3 separate regions of the Mus musculus genome follow, and regions 2 and 3 are each linked to region 1. A link is a contact called in public promoter capture Hi-C data. All regions are on one chromosome and are shown on one strand. The core of a region is the stretch at or near the end of the contact, and the rest is flanking DNA. Distances in the headings are between cores, read along the strand shown. Region 1 holds the start of Slc36a1 (solute carrier family 36 (proton/amino acid symporter), member 1). Region 2 has its middle 18 kb from the start of Gpx3. Region 3 holds the start of Gpx3 (glutathione peroxidase 3).

Region 1 (3,887 bases), core at 1,033-3,532:
GAGAGGTTTAAGAGCTGAAACCCTCAAGAGGTTGGTTGGCGTGGGGGCAAAAAGCAAGACAATGGGATGCTGGTGAGGTAACCGTCAGTAAAATCTTGCCTTGCAAACATAGGACCTGAGTTTAGTTCCCAGGACAAGACAACCATGTCCTCAGAATCCTGGCGCTGGTGAGGTGGAGAAAGGGAATCCACGGGACTCATAGCCAGCCCAACCAAATCAATCAGCAAGCTCAAGGGCAAAGGTAGATAGACAGTGCCTGTGACAGTGCTCTGACTTATGGAGGGGGATAGGAGGGCAGGGAGAGACGGAGAGAATGGGGGGGGGATGGAGAGGGGGAGACAGAGATAAAGAAGGAAAACACAACTGACTGTATTTAGGTCAGCTCTCTATCCAGCACAGCAATTTCACCTACAACGTTCCCCAAGGTAATCAATTAAATGCCCAATGACAACTCCCTGTGGTGACAAGGAGTTCCACGCTGTGTCCAAAGCAAAAGAGAACTGATTCCTTGAAAGTTTTTATGCTCAAAACCACTTCCCTTACCGCACTGATCTTAACTGTAGTCTCCTGAATAACCAAATACATAAATCCCTCTCTCCTTTATAGACTCCCGGCTAGACAAAGACAGCTAAACAGGCAGGAGGCTGAACAAACAGCCACCGGGTTTAAGGAGAAAACAGAGACATAAAAACAAAGAGGCTGCAGCAGCACAGACCCCACCAGAGCAGGCCCAGCCTCAGGTCAAAGCCAAGGGCTGAGAGTCGAGCCTCTTACTTGTAACCTCAACAACAGCTTTTAAGAAGCCCGGCCGTAGATGCAGTCTACTTCCAGAGTGTTTGGAACCCCTGGGTTCCATCCAAAAAAAAACCCTATGCACTAATGTACCTGTTAGTTACTATAAATTAGGATGCAAACTAGAGGCAAAAGAGATCTTGGTCATGAGAAAGACAACTAAAATTATGAATGTCTAGTTGAGCCATAAATGGGGGGGGGGCAGATTCAAGACAATTAGAAACAGGTAAAATTCTTTTAGAACAAGATCTACTCTTGTTGTAGGCTACTGCCTACAGATTACAAGGAGGGGGTAAATCTCTCCTAACAAAATCAAACAGGAAAAATATGAGTTTCATAACAAAAGGACCCTACCATCATTCATACACTGAAAATGTAAACCCGGGTGAGGGAGGATTCAAAGTCACCTAAGGCATCAAGCAAGAGGCAAAAGCTAAAACACGCTCTGCAGATTCCCCAAAGTCAATTCCTTCCAGGACACTATGTTGCTATCCTGACTCAACAAGCCCCCACCCCCTAATTCCATCCATATAAGCAGTCGCTACCTGAATCTGTCAAATTTCAGAAAACAAAACAAAAAGCAAGCGGTCTTCAAGTTAACATCTGTGCTTTTCATGCCCTAGAGCTCTCTTGGTCCCTCCAGTCTATCCCAGGTCCTATTTCATATTTCTAAGTGACTTCCACAAAACTGCAGAACGGTTAGAAACGAAGCCTGCTGAGTGATGAGGAAAGAGAGAGAGAGAGAGAGAGAGAGAGAGGAAAAAAGAAGGAAAGGAAAGGAAAGGAAAGGAAAGGAAAGGAAAGGAAAGGAAAGGAAAGGAAAGGAAAGGAAAGGAAAAAGCCATCAGTGAACAGAACCACACCCAGAACTCAAGCCTGGCGTGGAGAGCCCAGACACAGCGGAGCTAAACAAGGACGCGCGACCCACAGCGGAAGGGACAAGTGCCTTTTCACAGGGCGAGTTTCCCCGCAGATGGCAACGTGGCAGAAAACAAACAGTTGCAGAAGCTGACACCCTGCTGCAGGGATACCTCGGAAGCCCACACACAGCCCTGGACCTCAGTTTCCCCTACTCTCGGAGGAAAGGAGTTGCGGTCTGGTACCCTGTGACCCAAGGCAAGGGCATAGCTCGAACAGCCACATCTGCAAACGAAGGGTTGGTCCGAGCTAGCCGTCAGTGACTGCCGATGTCACCTGGGAACTATGACTGAACACCTGTCAAAGGTGCATGGGAGACCCCACCCCACGGGTGACCTGTCCCTGAGCAGCAGCATCCGTTTGGCGGGAGGTGCTACAGCAGGAGGTGACTCCCGACTGCAGCGCAGGGCACGCACTACTCACCGGTCGGCCCTGCCCGGCCCGGGCTCCCGCTCCGGCTCCGGCTCCGGCTCTGGCTCCCGCTCCTGCTCAGCCCACCTCGCGTAGCCTCAGCGCCGACCCCTAGCCATGGTTTTCTAGCCTCCTGGACAGCCGCTTCCGGGCCCTGTCACGTGATGCTGGCTCCCTAGCCCAGGTCACGTGCCGCTCCATTCCGTGCTCCTCCTCCCGGACCCTTGTTCTGCAGCGCCACCTGGCGGCCGTCAGCCGCTGCTTCAGAAAGGGCAGTGCTTCTGAGACCACCACAGAGCTAAGGCAGACGACCTAGATTTTGAGGCAGTCTCCAGGGAAGTCGGCATGCAAAATATCCGTAATTTTTAGCCTTGCTAAAATTTATTTGTTCAGCATATATTAACGTGCATTTACTGGTTTATAATCACAAGTTTGCACCTTTTAAAAAATAAATCGTGCAGCTAAGCCTGATGGTACAAGACTGCAATACCAGAGCAGAGAAGAAAAATAGTTCAAGGCCTGTTTGGGTTATAGAGTGAGTTCAAGGATACCCTGGGTGATTTAAAGATACCTTGCTTCAAAAAAATTTAAAAGGGGCTACTGGGAAAATGGTTTACTGGATACAATAAGAACCTGAGTTAAGATTCCCAGTACATATAAAGAGCCAGGCAAGACAATGTGTGCCAGTAACACCAGAGCTTGGGGCCAGAGCAGAAGGATCCCTTGGTCTCTTCAGCAGACTAACTGATCTAGCCAAAACAGTGGGCTCAGGTTCAGTGAGAGAACCTGTGGGGAAAAAAAGTTGAGGGAACAACTCAAGCAGACAATGTCACCATCTGACTCCCCGATGCCCCACTCCACACACACACACACATACTCCATATGCTACACACATACACATACACACACACACACACTCCATACACCACACACATAAATATACTCCATACACCACAAACACACACATACATATACTCCATACACCACATACACACAGACATATACTCCATACACCATATACATACATATACTCCATACACCACACACGTACATATACTCCATGTACACACATATATTTCGTACACCACACACATACGTACATGCACATATGTTCCATACACCACACACACACATACACACACACAAACAACATATACTCCATACATCACAGACACATATACACATATACTCATACAAACATATACCACACATACATACATATACTCCATATACCACACACACAGAGATGCAAAGACAACTTCACACATACACATACTTCATACACCACACACACATACACACTCCATATACCACACACACATACATATACTCCATACACACACATATACTTCATACACCTCACACATACATACATACATACATACATACATACACATATGCATATGTTCCATACACCTCACACATACATACATGTACTCCATACACACAGAGATATAAACAGTACATACCACACATGCATATACTCCATATACCACACACACAGAGATGCAAAGACAACTTCACACATACACATACTTCATACACGACACACACATACACACATACACATATTACATATACTACATACATACATACATACATACATACATACATACATACACAAGCATATAAACCATACACCACACATACACAGATGCATACACATACATATACACACATGAACAAGAAATGATACAACTTCTAGAGTCCCACTCTACACTTGCTGGGTCAAGATCCCCATCCATGAGTGGCATCCGGCAAGACCT
Region 2 (3,887 bases), core at 757-3,256, 320 kb after region 1:
ATTGCCTGTTATTCTAGCAGAAACAGGTGGATCAGCAGTTCAAGGTCACACTCAGCTACACTTCAAATTGGAGGTATTATCCTAAGCTACCTAAGACCCTGCCTCTAAATAAGTGCCCATGATGGTTTTTATGTGGACACAAAACAATTATCAGCTCAACAAGAATAAGATAGAATTTATTCTTATGCCAATATGAATGGCTCTGGCTAAGATTCAAGTTGCCCTAAGTAACATGTCCCTCCTTAGTAGTAGTTTCATGAGAGTTCATTAGTTATAGACCAAAGAAAGTCATAAGTCAAGGCTTTACCAAACATTCTAGAGAGGTTCCAAGCCTTTTGAAAAAGGTAGCCAGTGCTCTTAACTACTAAGCCATCTCTCCAGTCCTCATTTTTTGGGGGAAGGGGAGAATTTGGGGATATTTATTTGTTTGTGACAGTGTCCCTAATGTAGCCCTGCCTAGCCTGGTGCTTATTATATAACCCGTGCTAGTCTTGAACTCACAAAACTCTGCCTGACTGTACCTCCTAAGTGCTGGGTGCTGATTTACAATGAAGGAAGCAGGCATAGAGAGGTTCAGTAAACCTGGCTTCTCGGTAATGGAGATGGGATCTGTCCTAGTTAGCTTTAACTGTCCATCAAGTTGACACAGACTGAGATAACTGATCTGAGAAGGAGCCTCAGTTGAAGAATTTTCTAGATCAAATTGGCCTGTGGCCATACCTGTGGAGGATTGTCTTAATCTTTGATGCAGGAGAGCCCAGCTCACTGTGGGCAGCACCACCCTTAGGCAGGAGGGCCTGGGTTGTATAAGAAAGTTAGTTAGACCCTCAGGGTGAAGCATCAAGCAGCCTTCCTCCTTGATTTCTGCTTCAAGTTCCTGCTTGAGTTCTTACCCTGACATCACTCATTGTTGGATCATCAACTGAAGTATCAGACAAACAAACCATTTCTTTCTTTAATTTGCTTTTGGTTAGAGTGCTTCTTCATTGTTGCAGACTTTGAGACCACCGGGAGAGACCACCTGAACTCTTATCAAGTTTTAATTAGCCAAATTTTATTAAAGCTGCAACTAACCACAATCTCCTTGGATGGATTTAAGACTGCAACTTTTTAAAGGCTACATCTGCTCCTGGGGACCTTCAGTTCTGCTGGCATGGGACAACATCCTAGGCCGGTGTTTTGTATTGTCTTATCAGCCTCAGGTTGCTCACAGGGCTGGCCTCAGCCCTCTAAGATGGAGTCCTCAGCTACTATATCATAACAGAAGAAGAACAGGCTTCCATCTTGGAGAGCTCACTTTGTGCCCTGCATTTGTAGTCCAGACAACGGAGGGGACTTGCCTGCCATTCACATGGTAGTTTCTTACCGTTAAGGCAATGGAAGAGCCAGACAGAAGTCCAGAAGAAGCCAACAAGCAAAGTATCTATGCCCTCCTGTTCTACACTGTTCCTCCACCCCAACCTACCCTCCAGATGATAGGATCAGTTTATTAAAAAGCAGAGAGCCCTAGGGCATGGCCTTGTGGGAACGTGCCAAGGCCAGCCTGACCCCATCAGAATCAGTTGTCTTGAGCTTGAAGCCTGGCTTTTTGGTCCATCCCCCAAGGCAGTAAAAGGGCAATCAGCTTAACATGGCCAGCAGTGGCAATGGGGACAAGTTTGGAGAAGACAGGCAGGGAAGGGAAAGGATTTCTCCTTAGAGGGAAGGTTAGGGTGAAGGATAATAGGAGAACCAAGAAAACTGAAGCTCAGAAAGATCAATTGCCCACTCAGAGGTACCAGGTGCAGGTCCTCTGGAAAGGCATCCTTGTCCACTAGAGAAGATAGGGGGTGCAGGGAGGGGGATGGGCAGGAGAGTGGAGAGGGAGAGAGGCAGACATTGTAAAAAGAAGGAAAACGTGTGGTTCTTGGTGCTCTGCCCAGCAAGGGCCGTGTGTTCAGAGCTGTCCCCTCCCAGGAGGCTCACTGGAGAAGGGGCGGGTGTTTATGAAGAGCCTGACTCCAGGAGCAGCATGACCTCCTGGCCTGTCCCTGCTGGTTGCTGCCCCGTGACTGCTCCTGGCTATAAACAGCCTGTTTATTAAACCGCAGGAAATTGGCCCCTCCACCACTTGAGCAATTTGAGAGAACAGGAGGTTCCTGGTCAAGAATTTACAAACTGGGAGGGCTGGCTGCTGGGAGCCTATGGTGCTCAAAGACCTGGCTTGAAAGGGCTTTGGGGAGAGTGCCCTCCGTCCGCTCCTCTTGCAGCCTTGCTTAGGGCTTCCCAAACCCTGGAGGCCCTCAAGAGTCAGAGGTGGCCCCTTGAAGGCTATTACGTTGACTTACCTCTTTATTTGGTCAAATAGCCCCATGATTAGAGCACTATAGTGACATCAAATGAGAAGAGAGATTTCAAAAGCACTTGGAGGGAGGCAGGAAGAGCTAGCGCCTGAAAAGTGCTTGTCTTGCAAGCTTGAAGACCAGAGTTCAATCCCTAGAGTGCTCTCGTTCTCTCTCTCTCACTCTCTCTCTCTCTCTAAAAGCTGGGGGTGGGGGTTGTAGAGATGTCTCAGCAGTTAAGAACACTTCCTGTTCCTGTTTTTGCAGAGAATCTAGGTTCAGTTCCCAGTACACACAGGGCAACTCAAACTGTCTCTAACTCCAGCTCCAGGGGATCCTCAATGCCCTCTTCTGTGTTTGGTAGGCACCAGGCACTTGCATGCACACAAAATGAAAAAAAAAAAAAAAAAAAAAGACGGGTGTGTGGCCCACATCTGCAGTCCCAACACTGAAGAGGCAGAGACAGGCAGATCCCTGGGGCTCACTGACCATCAGCCCAGCCATCTTGAAGAGTTCATCTAGGCCTTGCTTCAAAACAAGGGAGGGCTGGCAAGACAGCTCAGTGGGTAAAGGCACTCGTTGCCACAGATCTGAGGAGAGCTTGATTCCCAACCTGTATGTCGAAAGGAGAGAACTGACTTGTGGACATAGTCTTCTGACCTGCATTATGGTCTCGTGTACATGGATCAGGGCACTCCCCTCCAAAAAAAAAAAATACATATATATAAAATTGTTTAAAAGAAAAAGAAGGTGAACTACACTTGGAAAGTAGCACTTGAGGTTGTCTTCTGACTTTCACACAGCTCGGCGCAAATGTATAACACCACACACACACACACACACACACAGAGCACAGGACCTGAGTCCTGTCTGGTTCAGCCGATCACTTACTTCTCCCCATAGCCAATCACTCAGGACAGAATCACTTAGGAGATGAGTGCGTTGCCACGTAGTGTGTCCTTTTTGTCCTTACCTTATGGCTTTGTGTGACCTCAAGGCCACCACACCAAGCTTCTCCGTTACACGCTTGTGCTCCTGTGCCTGGAGGATTCCCTGAGATGCCGGGATTGACATGAAACCCGGTACCTCTGCTGAACAGTTGAGATTTGGCAGATCCATGCTGGATATCCTTTGAGAAACCGCGTAAAAGTGCTCCCAAGGAACCTACCAACTTTAAAGGCACATGGTTGACACTGCTATAGAGAAAGGCAGGCTGACAAAACAAAACCAAAAAAGCATGAAGTGGATTTGTTTGATCAAAGTTTCACCTGACACATGGTCTTTAATATCAAAGACCAGAGACTCCAGGATAGCTGTCTGTGTTTGTACTGGGATTGCCACTGGGGATGTGACTCGGTTGGTACAGTGCATGCATAAGACCCTGGGTTTGATCCTCAGAACCTGATAAAAATGGATAGTGGTACTCACCTGCTCTAGGGAGACAGAGGCAGGAGGATCTCTGAGTTCAAGGCCAGCCTGGTTCTAAATATCCAGTTCCAGGACAGCCAGGGCTACACAGAGAAACCCTGTCTCGAAAAATCAAACACAAAACCAAACAATAACGAC
Region 3 (3,887 bases), core at 422-2,921, 300 kb after region 1:
TAAGGCCTTTCAGCCTTGACGTCAGCCTGTGCTCCCATGATGCTCTCTGCCTTGTGCAGTCAGTCACCTAGAAACCAGTGGTTACTAGGATGCCACGTCAGCAGCTGGTAGTCCACAGCTATGCAAAGCCTTCTGCAGCTGTAACCTGGACCAGACAGAGGCTTTCCCTGTCCTTGCCCCTCCCTTTGAGTGTAGAGGACATCTTTCAGTGGCTTTATCACACTGGGTCTGCACACGTCCCCTCCCTGTTCCCTTGTTCTGAAGTTGGATCCAGGCAAGCAGTTGAATCCCAGAAGCCAGAGCTGTAATGTGTTAACTCCAAGGACCTGGGAGCTCAGATGGGCATGCCTGGGCTGTGAGGAGCCAGAAGCTTCAGCTAGTTATGAGATAAGATAACACCACACCCTAAGACTTTTCTAGACTGCTCTCTCTCTTCCCTCTGAACTCACCCATCTCTCCTTCATTCTATGGACAGCACAAGGCCAGTGTGCTTTCCTGCAGCCTCCTCAGGACAGGATTCAACCCCCAACCCAAGCAGTTCCCACACTAAAGGCACAGGGCTAGTGCCCCCGTCCACCCCCACCCCATCTCCACACCACACCCCCTAATCAATCTCTCTCTCTCTCTCTCTCTCTCTCTCTCTCTCTCGGACATACAAGATCTTAGAAGGAAGACCCTGAGGATTTTAGAAACTCAAAGCTAGAGCCTACCCAGTTTTGTGCCCACGCATGCAAGTGTGCAGGGGTGCATGGTGTGCATGGTGTGTGTGAAGTTGGGGACCACAGTCTCTTTCTTTGGGTTCATGCTTTCTGCATTCTCACCCTAGGGAAGAGGAGAGGCCTACAGAGCCCACCCAGCACAGGCCTGACCAAGAAGATAAGCATGCCGGGGCATCTGCCCTCAGGCTCGCCATTTCTATTCCAGTTCAGGGTACCACAGCTAGACTAGGAGAGATGAAGCTCCAGAAGACTTCCTGGCCTGGGTTGGCTTCTCTAGCTACAGTGTCTGCTCCATGCATGGCAGGCCAGTGAACTGTGAATAGGGAAAGCAACTGCAGGGTTCCATAGCCTTCCAGCCATCCTCTCCAGCTACGCCCTGCTGATGGAGAAACTGAGGCCCAGAAAGGGATGCGCCCCCAAATAAAAATTCTTCCTGTCACAGATCTCTGCCTCCAGCGCCCTGGGATGAGTGAAGAAACCATCGGCCCACCCTCTTCCCCGGCAATTTTTTTTCAGGATTGTGGCCACCAGCGACCCCAAGATGACAGTGGAAGAAAATGTATAAACTCGGGAAAGACTGCCCTCCTGGGTTAGTACTGCCCTCTGAAGCACGCGGGTCTGTGTTGGAAGAGCGCAGAGACCGAGGGTTACAAGTGAGGCTCTCGGTGCCTCTGGGGAAGCAGTGGCTCTCCCAGTCGCGCAGTGGACACCTGGGTGCCATGGACTCTTCTTGAGCTCCGGAGGTTCACTCACCTTAGACTTCTCTTGTCCCCGGCCCGGCGGAACAAACCCGGCCAGGAGCAGGGACAGAAGGCAGGATGCCCGGAGGATCCGGGCCATGGCGGGCTGGGGCGCGTCTTGGGGTGGCCACCGTCCGTCTGAGGTGTCCGAAGCGCTCAGCCACATTTCAAGCCATCCACTGTGGCCAATCCGCAGCCAGGCGGGGGCTTCCTAGCCAATGGCAACGCGGTTAAGATTTAAAGGGCAAGACATACCCGCCCCTTTTTCCTCCTCTCCCCAGACCGGGGCGACGGTGACACAAGCCTAGGAGGAAGAGAAGGGGGCCCGGCTGCCTGGGAAGAACAGGAGATGGGCGCGGCCAAGGTTCTAGACAACACCCAGGACACAGCTTTTTTCCCCAAGCTCTGAAAACCTAGGGCCCCGAGGACTTAACATAGAACCCGTTAGTGCAAATAATAAGCACTGTGTGAGCCAGGTGTAGAGACTCACGCCTGTAATCGCAGAATCCAAAAAGCTGAAACAGGAGGATTGCGTAGGTTCAGTGCAATCTGCAGCCTTAGCTACAGACTGAGACCCTGCGCCAACTGGGAATGTAGCTTAGTGGTACAGCACTTGACCAGCTCGCATGAGGCCATAGGTTTATTCAATCCCCAGCATCAGCAAGCTAGAGGGATCTGTGAACGTGATTTTAAATTCAGCCTTCTCGGTTAGGTTGTGGGTGACAGCTCAGGAGAGTAGGAACCAGAAAATACACCACCACCACCTTTTTTTTAAATTAGCACATAAAAATTATGTGTCTATCTCTGTGGTCTTAAACTCATTATTTCCCTTCTCTGAGCCTCAGTTTCCTCTACTATAATGATGGGATTGGTTAATGAGCTCTAAGGTCTCCCAGGCTCTGACTATGTGATTTGCTTCTAAGCAGTAGGCCTAGTCCAGGAGTCTCTTGAGTGTACACAACAGGTGTTTAAATATTTGTTGAATCAATCATTAAATCATCAGATTTGTTTGTGCTTTCATATAAGGTCAGGCCAGGCATCTCTAGATTGAGAGCTTCCAGGCTTAATCCGGTCTGCAATAGAGGTTTGGTGCATCCTGCCTTGCTACCACAGTGGGCTGGAGAGCTGTTAGGACAGTCTTGGGCTGCACATCAGAACCACTGTGTTGAGCCTCTGCCTTCAGACTCATTGCAGAAGGGATTCGAAGGCCCCTGACCCCAGTCTTGGTTGTGTGAGTCCTAGATTAGGTGGCCTTCTGAAAAGTTCCTGACTCAGAGATGCCTCGAAGTACCATGCTTTTACTATGATTCAGGGAGTTAATGTGACCCGTGGAATTTGAAATTTTCTGCACTCATAAGGCCTGGCTCTATGGTGGGGCTGGTGAGATGGCTCAGCAGGTAAAAGCCCTCACAAGGCTGTGTAATAAAAGGGCTTGCAACTGATGACTTGAGTTTAATCTCCAGAACCAAGGGTGCAAGGAAGGAACGAACTGGTTTCTGAGAGTTGACTTCTAACCTCCAGCACAACAATAATAAATAAATGGATAAACTCATTGTGTTGAAGTAGAAAGAACCTGGAGACCAGGAAGCCCTTATACCATGGAGGCATGTGACTAGCTGACACAGTAGGTTTTTAATTGATATCACTATTCTAAAACCTTAAGTTCCTGAGGCCTAGCAACCTTGCAGTCCTTTATGAAAATTCCTGCAGTAAATTTGTGGCAGATAACCTACCAGAAGACAGTCTCTGGTCCATGTTGTTCTGTTGCCCTTTTTTTCTGTATCCTCTGGGAGTGACCCACTCACAATACTCAGGCTTTGGGTTTTGAATGACTGTGTCCATGAGCAGTGCTTGGTTGCATTGGTTTTGGTTTGGTTTGGTTTGGTTTTGTCAATTTGACACAAACTGGAGTCATCTGGGAAGAAGGAGCCACAGTTGAGGATTGCCTCTATCAGACTGGCCTGTGGGAGCATTTTCTTGATTGATAATTGATGTGGAAGAATCCAGGCCACTATGGGTGGTCTTCATGTGTATAAGAAAGCAAACTGCTGCTTGGATGTAGTGGCACAGCCTTTAATCCCAGCGCTTGGGAGACAGAGGAAAAAGTAAGTACATCTCTGTGAGTTCAAGGCCAGCCTGGTCTACAAAACAAGTTCAGGGACAGCCACAGCTACACAGAAAAACCCTGTTTCAAAACAAACAAGGGAGGGGGGGAGGAAAAAGGAAAGAAAGAAAGCTTTTGCATTCTACACAGAGGAGGCATGAGTCCCAAGGATTCTGCGGTGGCTAAGGAGGCTGAGATTGTGGGTGGCAAGTTCAAGACCAATCTGAGGAGCAAGCTCCAGGTCAGGCTCTACTATACATTGCAAGACCCTCTTACAAAAACAAAACGGGGGAACAAAGAAGCTTCCCCTCAAATAACCAATAG

What was found. Promoter capture Hi-C pulls out the DNA fragments that hold promoters and counts their contacts.
Region 2: a promoter capture Hi-C map of the HPC-7 cell line shows a contact between it and region 1, with 2.8 times the contacts expected there. The contact joins the enhancer-like site here to the promoter of Slc36a1 in region 1. A contact is called at or near these places in 7 of 39 promoter capture datasets (the HPC-7 cell line, cranial neural crest, embryonic stem cells and 4 more), 1 of 115 datasets of contacts at active chromatin or transcription factors (kidney) and 1 of 9 other capture datasets (liver).
Region 3: a contact with region 1 is called in a promoter capture Hi-C map of embryonic stem cells. The contact joins the promoter of Gpx3 here to the promoter of Slc36a1 in region 1. A contact is called at or near these places in 4 of 39 promoter capture datasets (embryonic stem cells and pre-B cells), 1 of 115 datasets of contacts at active chromatin or transcription factors (kidney) and 1 of 9 other capture datasets (liver).

The regions. Positions count from the first base shown.
Region 1 is chr11:55,202,735-55,206,621 of GRCm38.p6, reverse strand. It overlaps Slc36a1 (solute carrier family 36 (proton/amino acid symporter), member 1), which reads right to left and starts at 2,282. Exons shown (of 11, transcript NM_153139.4): 1 at 2,134-2,282.
Region 2 is chr11:54,883,265-54,887,151 of GRCm38.p6, reverse strand. No RefSeq gene overlaps it. Among named protein-coding and RNA genes, the nearest start is that of Gpx3, 18 kb to the left of the region's middle. RefSeq lists an enhancer at 2,995-3,887. Within about 2 kb of position 2,006, at least 114 of the 459 cell types and tissues checked have an H3K27ac peak or open chromatin away from gene starts, as enhancers often do. A contact at or near this core is called in the HPC-7 cell line, kidney, liver and 2 more, where this site is marked.
Region 3 is chr11:54,900,638-54,904,524 of GRCm38.p6, reverse strand. It overlaps Gpx3 (glutathione peroxidase 3), which reads right to left and starts at 1,671. Exons shown (of 5, transcript NM_008161.4): 1 at 1,473-1,671. The coding sequence starts at 1,559.